Linked DNA regions of Columba livia: region 1 is linked to region 2. A link is a contact called in public Hi-C data. All regions are on one chromosome and are shown on one strand. Each heading gives the region's core, a stretch centred on a gene start, on an enhancer-like site or on the middle of the called end of the contact. The rest is flanking DNA. Distances are from core to core; before and after follow the strand shown. Region 1 overlaps SLC4A4 (solute carrier family 4 member 4). Region 2 holds the start of SLC4A4 (solute carrier family 4 member 4).

Region 1 (3,989 bases), core at 1,475-3,974, 180 kb before region 2:
CTCTCCAGCGGGGTGAAGAATGTTTCTGTGGAGATCTGCCACAACCCAGCAGAACGATCGTTGCTGTTCAGAACCAGCACAAACACCGCAGACCCCACAAAAGCCAGAGACGGGGTTACGGCGTGGCTTGCCTGTGTGACTGCATCGGTGATTACTGGCGCCCAGCTCGCCACTGGCAGGACAAGCCCTGGTGACCGGCAGCGCGGCCGGGGCCGCTCCCCGCGCTGCGGCCTGCGGGAGGCGCTGCAGCGCCGCCGGGGCGGGCTCACCCTGCTGCCCGCGCCGCGGGGAGCGCGCCCATCGCCAACGGAAACAACGGCAGGGGAAATAACAGACCCCGGGGGAGCAGAGGAGGGATCTTGCAAGGAAAGGGCACATGGAACTAACAAACAGAATTAATTACGAGCAGGCATGAAATTAAGGGCACGGAAATGCCGATTTCTGCAGAGGAAGAAACGGTTACCAGGACACAAAACTTTGCTAGCTGCAAAAACAACCTTAGAAATCAAGAGTAGGAATGCACCAACTTTTTTAAAGCCACTTTCTCCATTTTATACACAGGCAACATCATTGCTCTGCCTGACAAAAACTTGTCTGCCTCCTCCAGAAACACTTCTCCGGACACCCGTCCGCTCTGCCACAGGGTTATGACGGACAGTGCCACTGGTTAAGTCCGTGTGTCGCTGTTTTGACATCTTCTGCTCACACCATCAGTCTGTGGAGCCATGGAGATGGATTTCTGCAGCTGACATCTCCTGCTGGACATCACTGGAATCGCTGTCCCTGGAAAAGGATCCTCCACAGGGAACACACAAGCAACCTCTCATGTTTTATTCCACGATCCGCTAGGGGTGCCTTTCTCTGTGGTTATGTGCCAACAAACTTCAGGTCTTGGGAAAGAGCTGCCTACCTAGGTCGAACGGTACATCAGCAGCCCACCTGCCCAGAGCCTGGGCTAAATTCACAAGAAAAAGAAAATATCAAGAGATTCAGAAATCACATTTCATTGCACTTTTTCCTCCAGAAACGTGTTTTCCACACTGCTGAGCTGCACGTTGCTCCCGAGCGACAAGAGACGTGCTACTTCAGGAGGACACAGACAAAACGAATGGAAATCTGACTGCCGTGCTGGCTCTTTCCAAGAGCGCTGGGCAAGCCGGGGCCCCGCGGCCGGGGTGCGGGCAGGGCACGGCTCCGCTACGGCAACGCAACGGTCCCAAGGATTTCTGGCCAAAACCCTACACACGGACTAATACCATCAGCTGTAGGCTCTGCTCGTTGTCGTCAACACTGCGGATTCTCTCTCGTGGACGTGGGCACGCACGCAGCCCGCGAGCAAGCACCAAATGAAGATTTTTCTTCAGGTACACGTAAGAGATGCTGAAAACACGGCTATGACGATTAATGCACACTGCAGGGACTGGGCTCCCCACTATGGCAACGGGATCGGCGTCTGCAGTATTTGTTTTCTCCTCCAGAAACAGCCACATTTCAACAGGCCCGGCCGCGACTCGTGGCGCAGGAACGCTCCCCTCTCTGCGCTCAACAGCTTCCTCCAGAGGACGAAAGCAAAGCCCATTTTGGCTGCCAGGAGTCCCGGGAGTGAACGTGTCCCGAGAGCTGGTGCTGCAAAGCTGCGTTCCTCAGCAGCTCAGCACACAGGGACAGATCCAGCACAGGAACGCTCGCGTTTGCGTATGAGTGCGCGGACCCAACTCTTGTGCGCGTGTTGAGACGTGCAAGCCCGCACACGCAAATGCAGATGTACTTTTCTTGACTACGTATTCATCTGTTAGCCTGTGTCTTCCACACAGCAACTCTGCCGCGTTGCCAAACATCCTGCCATCACGTCACCAGCAGGTTCTCAAGGTTTATGGTTCCATAAAACACAGGCACAGCAGAACCACAAGAGTGCAAGATAAAAGAAAACTTAACTTTGTGCAAACACGGAAGAAAAGTCTTAAAATGAAAAAAATCGCAGCCCCCAAAACCACGGGTCCTGAACTGTGTCACTATGACTATATAGCACACTACAAGGGTGTCTTACTTTTTCCTTCCAAAAAGTGTGTATTTAAGCATCCATAAAATTACAGAACTGCATCGGTAATTCTCACCGAGCTCCTTTTCCACACTTGAGCAGCACACCACCAGCCCGCGCGCGGAAGGAGGCGGCGGGGCGACGTGCCTACCTGGAGGATGGGAGCCATGAAGACAGACACGCCGGTCAGAATGAACACGATGAATCCCGTGACCCTCTGCTCCCTGCAACACAAGCACTGGGTTAGCACGACGGCTTCAGCTTTCCTTCTGGTTTTATTCCCTTTCAGAGTACTTAAAAGCGCTTAATTAAGGCAACCCGATACAGAAAAAGATACTTTTGTAGGTCAAATTGACTGCTCTAGGCATGACAAGTTTAAATTTTTTACCGTTACGTTTGCTAATCAATGCCTGTCTAAAGTCCATCAATCGCAGGTAAACTTATTACGTATTTCCTTTTCTCGACACTGGAAAACTGTGTCTCATCTGGCTGAATGAACTTTTGAGGAGTTACATGGGGATTTGTCCACGGAATTGCCAGAGAGCTGCTCTGCTAAATGTCACAGCCAGGTCTGGAAATACAAATGAAGCAGCAGGAAATTCTCCATGACACCTTTGCAGGCACTGAACTCGCTCCATACAGCTTTGTGCGCTCAGGGGCGGCTCGAGTGCACGTGCCCTAAGCAGACACAGAGAAGTTCTGGATGCGGGCGCAAAGCTTCCTTCCTTCCTTCTGCTCCCTTTCCCCACGCGTCTGCCCCGGCTCGGCCCGTCCACAGGCGCGCATGCAGCAGACCAGTTTTCTTCCTTTTCAAGAAAAGGAATTTGCAGAAGGGCTACGCCAGATAAACTTCTAACTGGTTATATCTCTGCTGACCAAAAAAAGCTGTAAAGAAACACAGCTGATCTGCAGATTTACTGCAAATCTAAGAGCTGTGCCCTCTGCACGTGTTCCGCTCAAAGCAAAGCCATTACAGCGCAAACGGATCTTTGCAGGCAAACAAAGCAACTAAGGCCCTTCTGGTTTGACATACCTCACTCCCAAAAACTTGGGCTGTTCTCCAGGGGCTGAGGTTTCTGTCTCCATCTTCAAGCTGTCAATATGAGCAATGGAGATGACGGTAGCAGCAACATACCAGGGCAGACCCATAAAGGAGCAAATAATCATCAGAATGGCCACCCAGAACAAATCCAGATGATATCCAGCACCTTTCTGTGAAGGGAGACAAGACAACCTTCAGCTTAATTATTCTAAACACCCACGGAGCAGCCAGGGCTCTGGCAGAGGTGCACCACGTAAACACCAGTTCCTTCTACAGTATCTTCTAGCCATCAGAAATTGTCTTAAGGAATAGCAGAGTAGGAGATGTTGCTCCTTAAAGTATGAACTACCTGTCTCCACGGGGAAAACAAGGAAATGATACGATTTTGGCAAGCTCTCAAAACAACAGCGTGCAATAAAAGCGCAGCAGACTCGCAAGCACCTTGTGTACACTCCATAGTCCTGGGAGGTGCAGTGGTACAAGCCAAGCCCTGTGACCCATCAAATAGCTCTTCACAGAGTTTCCTGACACAGCAGAGTGTGTGTTGGACACAACCAGAGCACCACAGTCACCAAAAAACTTCTGGTGAGATACACTTCATATCTTGTAAACACTATAATCAAGCTTTCATTATATACCTCTCTACATATTTTTATATATATACACACACACACGCCCCTGCCAGCCTGCCCCTTAATTCTCACCCACAGACTCTCAACTCGCTCCTCACCCGTGCCTGGACAGTACTCAATACATTGTCGTTGCTCTCTCACCTCGCCTGGCTGGCCTGTCTCTCCTGACAAGGACACAGCCATCCATGGCCACATTCCAGCCACGTGTGCTGTCCCACCGTGTCTCCGGAATTGCCACCAGGTCATAATCTCCTGCCCTAACACAGGTTTCTACTCC
Region 2 (3,983 bases), core at 801-3,300:
CAAACTCAGTTTTGAAACCTTTCTGCTAAAAAGCCCTTTCCTTCAGGACACAGCTTCAAACCACCACCCAGCGCCAAACAGAACAGCCTGGTCTCGTTGCTTTGAACCCCGACCCCAACAGTGTTTGCCTCAGCAGGTCTGACGCTCAAACTGAAATTCTGCTCCTCCGGGGCAACGGCAGGAATGAAGTCAGACCGTGCGGGTCTTCACAGAGCGCAGCACTGTGCTTCTGGGAAATGCTGCTGTTTGGACCTCAGTAACTCCATCGACTGTACACACATGTAGCTTTCCTTTTGGATTTAGGACTCCTTACCTCCAGACAAGTCTGTGTAGACTCCCTCCTGCGATGCGTGGATACGCAGGCTCACTCGTGTTCTCTGGGACAAGCTGTCTTCCTAAAGCGACCGCTGACTTCTCCTTTCCTTTCCACTCCTCATCACTTCTCCGTTTTTCAGGTGAGCAGCTTATTTGAAATAAAAATGTAAAACTCAGTGAAAGCTCCAAGACATCTGTTTAAATCAAACCCTTCCCTAGCGCCTCTCAGAGCTGGGGCTCTTATCCAGATTGCTGGTGTTGCTTTCCTGTTTGATCACCCAAAAGCCAGGCTACTGCAACTTCCCTTCTTAACCAGAAGACATAAATGTCTCAAAAAACGATATCATTTTATTACACATCACCACCATGCTTCTCAGTCTTGAATCCCAGACTCCTTAACTTTAAAAATTGCTAGTGTTCTTGTGGAATTCCTTAACAGTCCAAGTCATGTCTCTTAAGCAACCGGTTTCCACGCTGGCCAAGCACAAGACAAGAGCCCCACCCAGCGGTCCCTTCTTCATTCAAGGCTTTGGGAGCTGTGAACTCCCCGTACCTATCCAAGGGTGCACACCCTGCCAGGCTGCCACGGCGCTTCTCAGGAACACCAAGGGACTTCAACTCCCTGGTTTCAGTCGGGTAGTTTATTTCCCCAAATAAGTGAGACTTCATGTCTGAAGGGGACAAGCCCCAGCAACACAGGTCACCACAGATGATGGTCACTTCTGAAATGTTAGGAGCCTCTTGTTTCCAGACACCATTGCAACTGCCTTCTACAGATACCCCTTGTACTACGTGTTGTCTCTCGTGCTATCAGCAGTCTCCGAGCAAGAATCTGGCAGAGAGCGCTGCATACGAACCCGGGACAGCGGTGTTCCATGTTCTCCAAGGAATAATCAGGCTATGTAGTCAAATGCTTGTGAGCCACCTGTAGTCAGAAGTGGGGCTGCTCAGCAGTATTGTTGTTAAATAGTGTGCATACAACAAGTTTCAGGGAAAAAATACTATCATTTAAGTGAATCTATGCATTAACAGTTGTTTATATTTTAAAAAAGCAAATCATGCAACGTGAGGCATCTCCTCATATTACTTGATTGCACGGCTCCAAGTATTACACAATCCAGCACTGACTGACAAATCTAAGCCCGTATTAAAATGTACACTCATAAACGACTAGAAATGAAGTTAACAAAACGCAAATCAGCCAGCTTCCAACAGTACTAAGGTGTCAGCCGCCCCCTTCAGCACTGGGGGCCGCTGATCAGAAACCTCTTGATGACCAAGGCAACTTTCACATTGCTTACGAGATAAAAAGCTGAAAGAGTCAAAATGCACTTCAAATGGGTAGTTTCCCATCTGCTGGTCCCAAAGTGCTTCAGACCTCAGAGCACACTGCAGCACCCTCATTTCAAGACAAACACCCTGATTTTCAGGTGGGATTAACGCACAGGCGGCACGCTGGGCTCAGCTGGTACGAAGCTGTCTGGCTGCGCCAGGTACAGAGCTGAGGCAGAATGCGCGGGCTGCCCCGCCAGCCCCGAGGCCTCTGCCTGCACAGCACGGAGCTGCCTGTGCCCCCTCGCAGACTACGAGCACCACGGCACTCAGCACTCACCAGGCTCATGGGTCAGCCTTCCCACACCTCAGTGAATGCTCCGGCACACGTCTTCAGGTCTCTGTTCCCACGGCAGTCACGGAGCCGTGAGGAGAGCACAGCTCACCTCAGCTGTCACCTGGAACCATAGCACCAAGGGAAACTTTGAACAGCAGCTTAACGTGAGGAGCTCTCCCTGCTTCCACCTCACGACACAGCCTCAGGAGGCCACCGAGGCTTAAGCAGAACCAGGCTGAGCTTCCGGGAATTTCAGTCTCAAAGGCTGGACGCGATCGGTGGACACCTCCTTTGCCCGAGCGGTAAGCTGCCCCGGGGTCACCCAGCCCTCTCCCTAGCCAGCCCACGCATTGTTTTTGCGAAACAGTTATTCCAGCTTGCTTATGCTGCTCTGCTTTCTGTCATTTACCCCGGGCAAAGGGTTATCCCCCAATCTTTTCGTGGGTGACGTAACAACGCGTTCAAGGAAGATCACAGACTAAATTCTCCCAGGTGCCTTACAAGGCAACAGTCACAGGGCTGTGGCAGCAGAACAAGAGAGCCCAGCTTTAGTTAGCTGAACCAAAGGACCATTGTAAAAAAAATAGAAAAAAAAAAAGAAAAAAGGCAACCCCCCCCAACGCAAATGGCAGTTGTATGAAAAGCAGGAATAAACACTGTACACCCTTACTTTGGAAAGAACTGGCATGATGGGGATCCCTCTAAAGGGTTTTAGGTGCTTAATTGCCTCTGCAACAAACTCAAGCACTCAGCATTCCTGAGTCTGCAAAGCTAAGTGCAGATTTAATAATAAAATCTTCTTTTACAAGTCAGCTGTAATCAAATGCTGACAGGTCTCTGAGCTAAAGCCTGTTTTCAACAGTAGCATGGACAGTGTCCCACTGTTACACTACATTTTACACTCTGCAGGAAGCACTTTTCCTTTTGTTCTGTGGCATTACTCAGGCACGGCACAGCCCCAGTCTAATACCGCTTTCCTCGAGCTCTTCCACCCGTCTGCAACGCAGGGCGCGCTGGCTCAGCGCACAGCCTCATCCTCGGCACGCTGGAGGACGTCTGTCTGCCTTGACACCAGAGAACCAACTGGTGTTTCTCTTCTCCTCCTGTCAGATAACCGCAAGCCCCAAGTGCCCAGCCCAAGAATCAAGCTGTGTGCACAGCCGAAGCACACACCTGGCTGGGGACCGGTCAGAAAGAAACCGCCACAGCCATGGCTGCAGACTTCCTCCTTTACCTTTGACGCATTCCTGCTTGCTCTTGGTTACTTCTGGAATAAGTCACCTTCCAGATTTACAGCACTATACACTGGAGGATCGCAAGAGTCTCGGGTACCGCCAGCCATCGCAGGAGCTGTACAGGTGCCTATGACAAACAAAAGAAATCATTTATCTTGTGCCCAGGGGCCTCTGAAAGGGCCCAGGGCCAAACTGCAGCAAAGAAAAGGACTGTTAGTCGCCAGGCGATACTGTCAGCAGCCTGTTTCAGCCAGGCTGCAGCTGAAAACCCTTCTCCACGAGCTGCGCAGGCCCTGGGGCTCGGCGGAAGGTGGATTCCCACCAGGACACCAGGCCAGCTTACCAGAGACCAATGACACAGCGGTGTTCTCTCTGTGTGGCCAAGACAAGCAACTGTAGGACTTAATTAAGGCGATTATATCGTTACTCTATGATAAGCACAGGGCTTCTGCTCCTACCTGTCCTTGCTTAAAAAGCAAATGCTCTCCCCTCCTTTCTTCACAAGTAGGAAAGGTGTGAGGGTCTCTCAAGGAGAAGGAGGTATCAGGCACTTTGTGCCACTACAACTTCAACAGTGACCAGGGATACCAAGATTATTTTGGTTGACATTAAAGCATCAGATCAGCCAGTCTATTCCTAAAAAGAATAGTCTACCCCTAAATTCCACACTCAGTGGAAAAAGTGAGAAGTGAATGCTCAACAGAGCCCTAAGGCTGCAGGAGCCAATTAGAACAACAACAAAACCACCACAACACACATGCACACAACCAAAACTGTTCAACCTGTGGCCAAACCTGGGAAATCCAGGAGCTGCACAGCAAGGA

Evidence for each region. A called contact is a pair of places that touch in the nucleus more often than the background predicts.
Region 1: a contact with region 2 is called in a Hi-C map of liver, with 2.8 times the contacts expected there. The contact joins the enhancer-like site here to the promoter of SLC4A4 in region 2. A contact is called at or near these places in 2 of 2 Hi-C or Micro-C datasets (crop and liver).

Annotation. Positions count from the first base shown.
Region 1 is chr4:78,762,941-78,766,929 of bColLiv1.pat.W.v2, reverse strand. SLC4A4 (solute carrier family 4 member 4) reads right to left here. Exons shown (of 27, transcript XM_065062877.1): 20 at 3,072-3,250; 21 at 2,190-2,262. Among named protein-coding and RNA genes, the nearest start is that of GC, 30 kb to the left of the region's middle. Within about 2 kb of position 2,724, at least 1 of the 3 cell types and tissues checked has an H3K27ac peak away from gene starts, as active enhancers do.
Region 2 is chr4:78,585,627-78,589,609 of bColLiv1.pat.W.v2, reverse strand. SLC4A4 (solute carrier family 4 member 4) reads right to left here and starts at 2,050. Exons shown (of 27, transcript XM_065062877.1): 1 at 1,928-2,050; 2 at 314-463.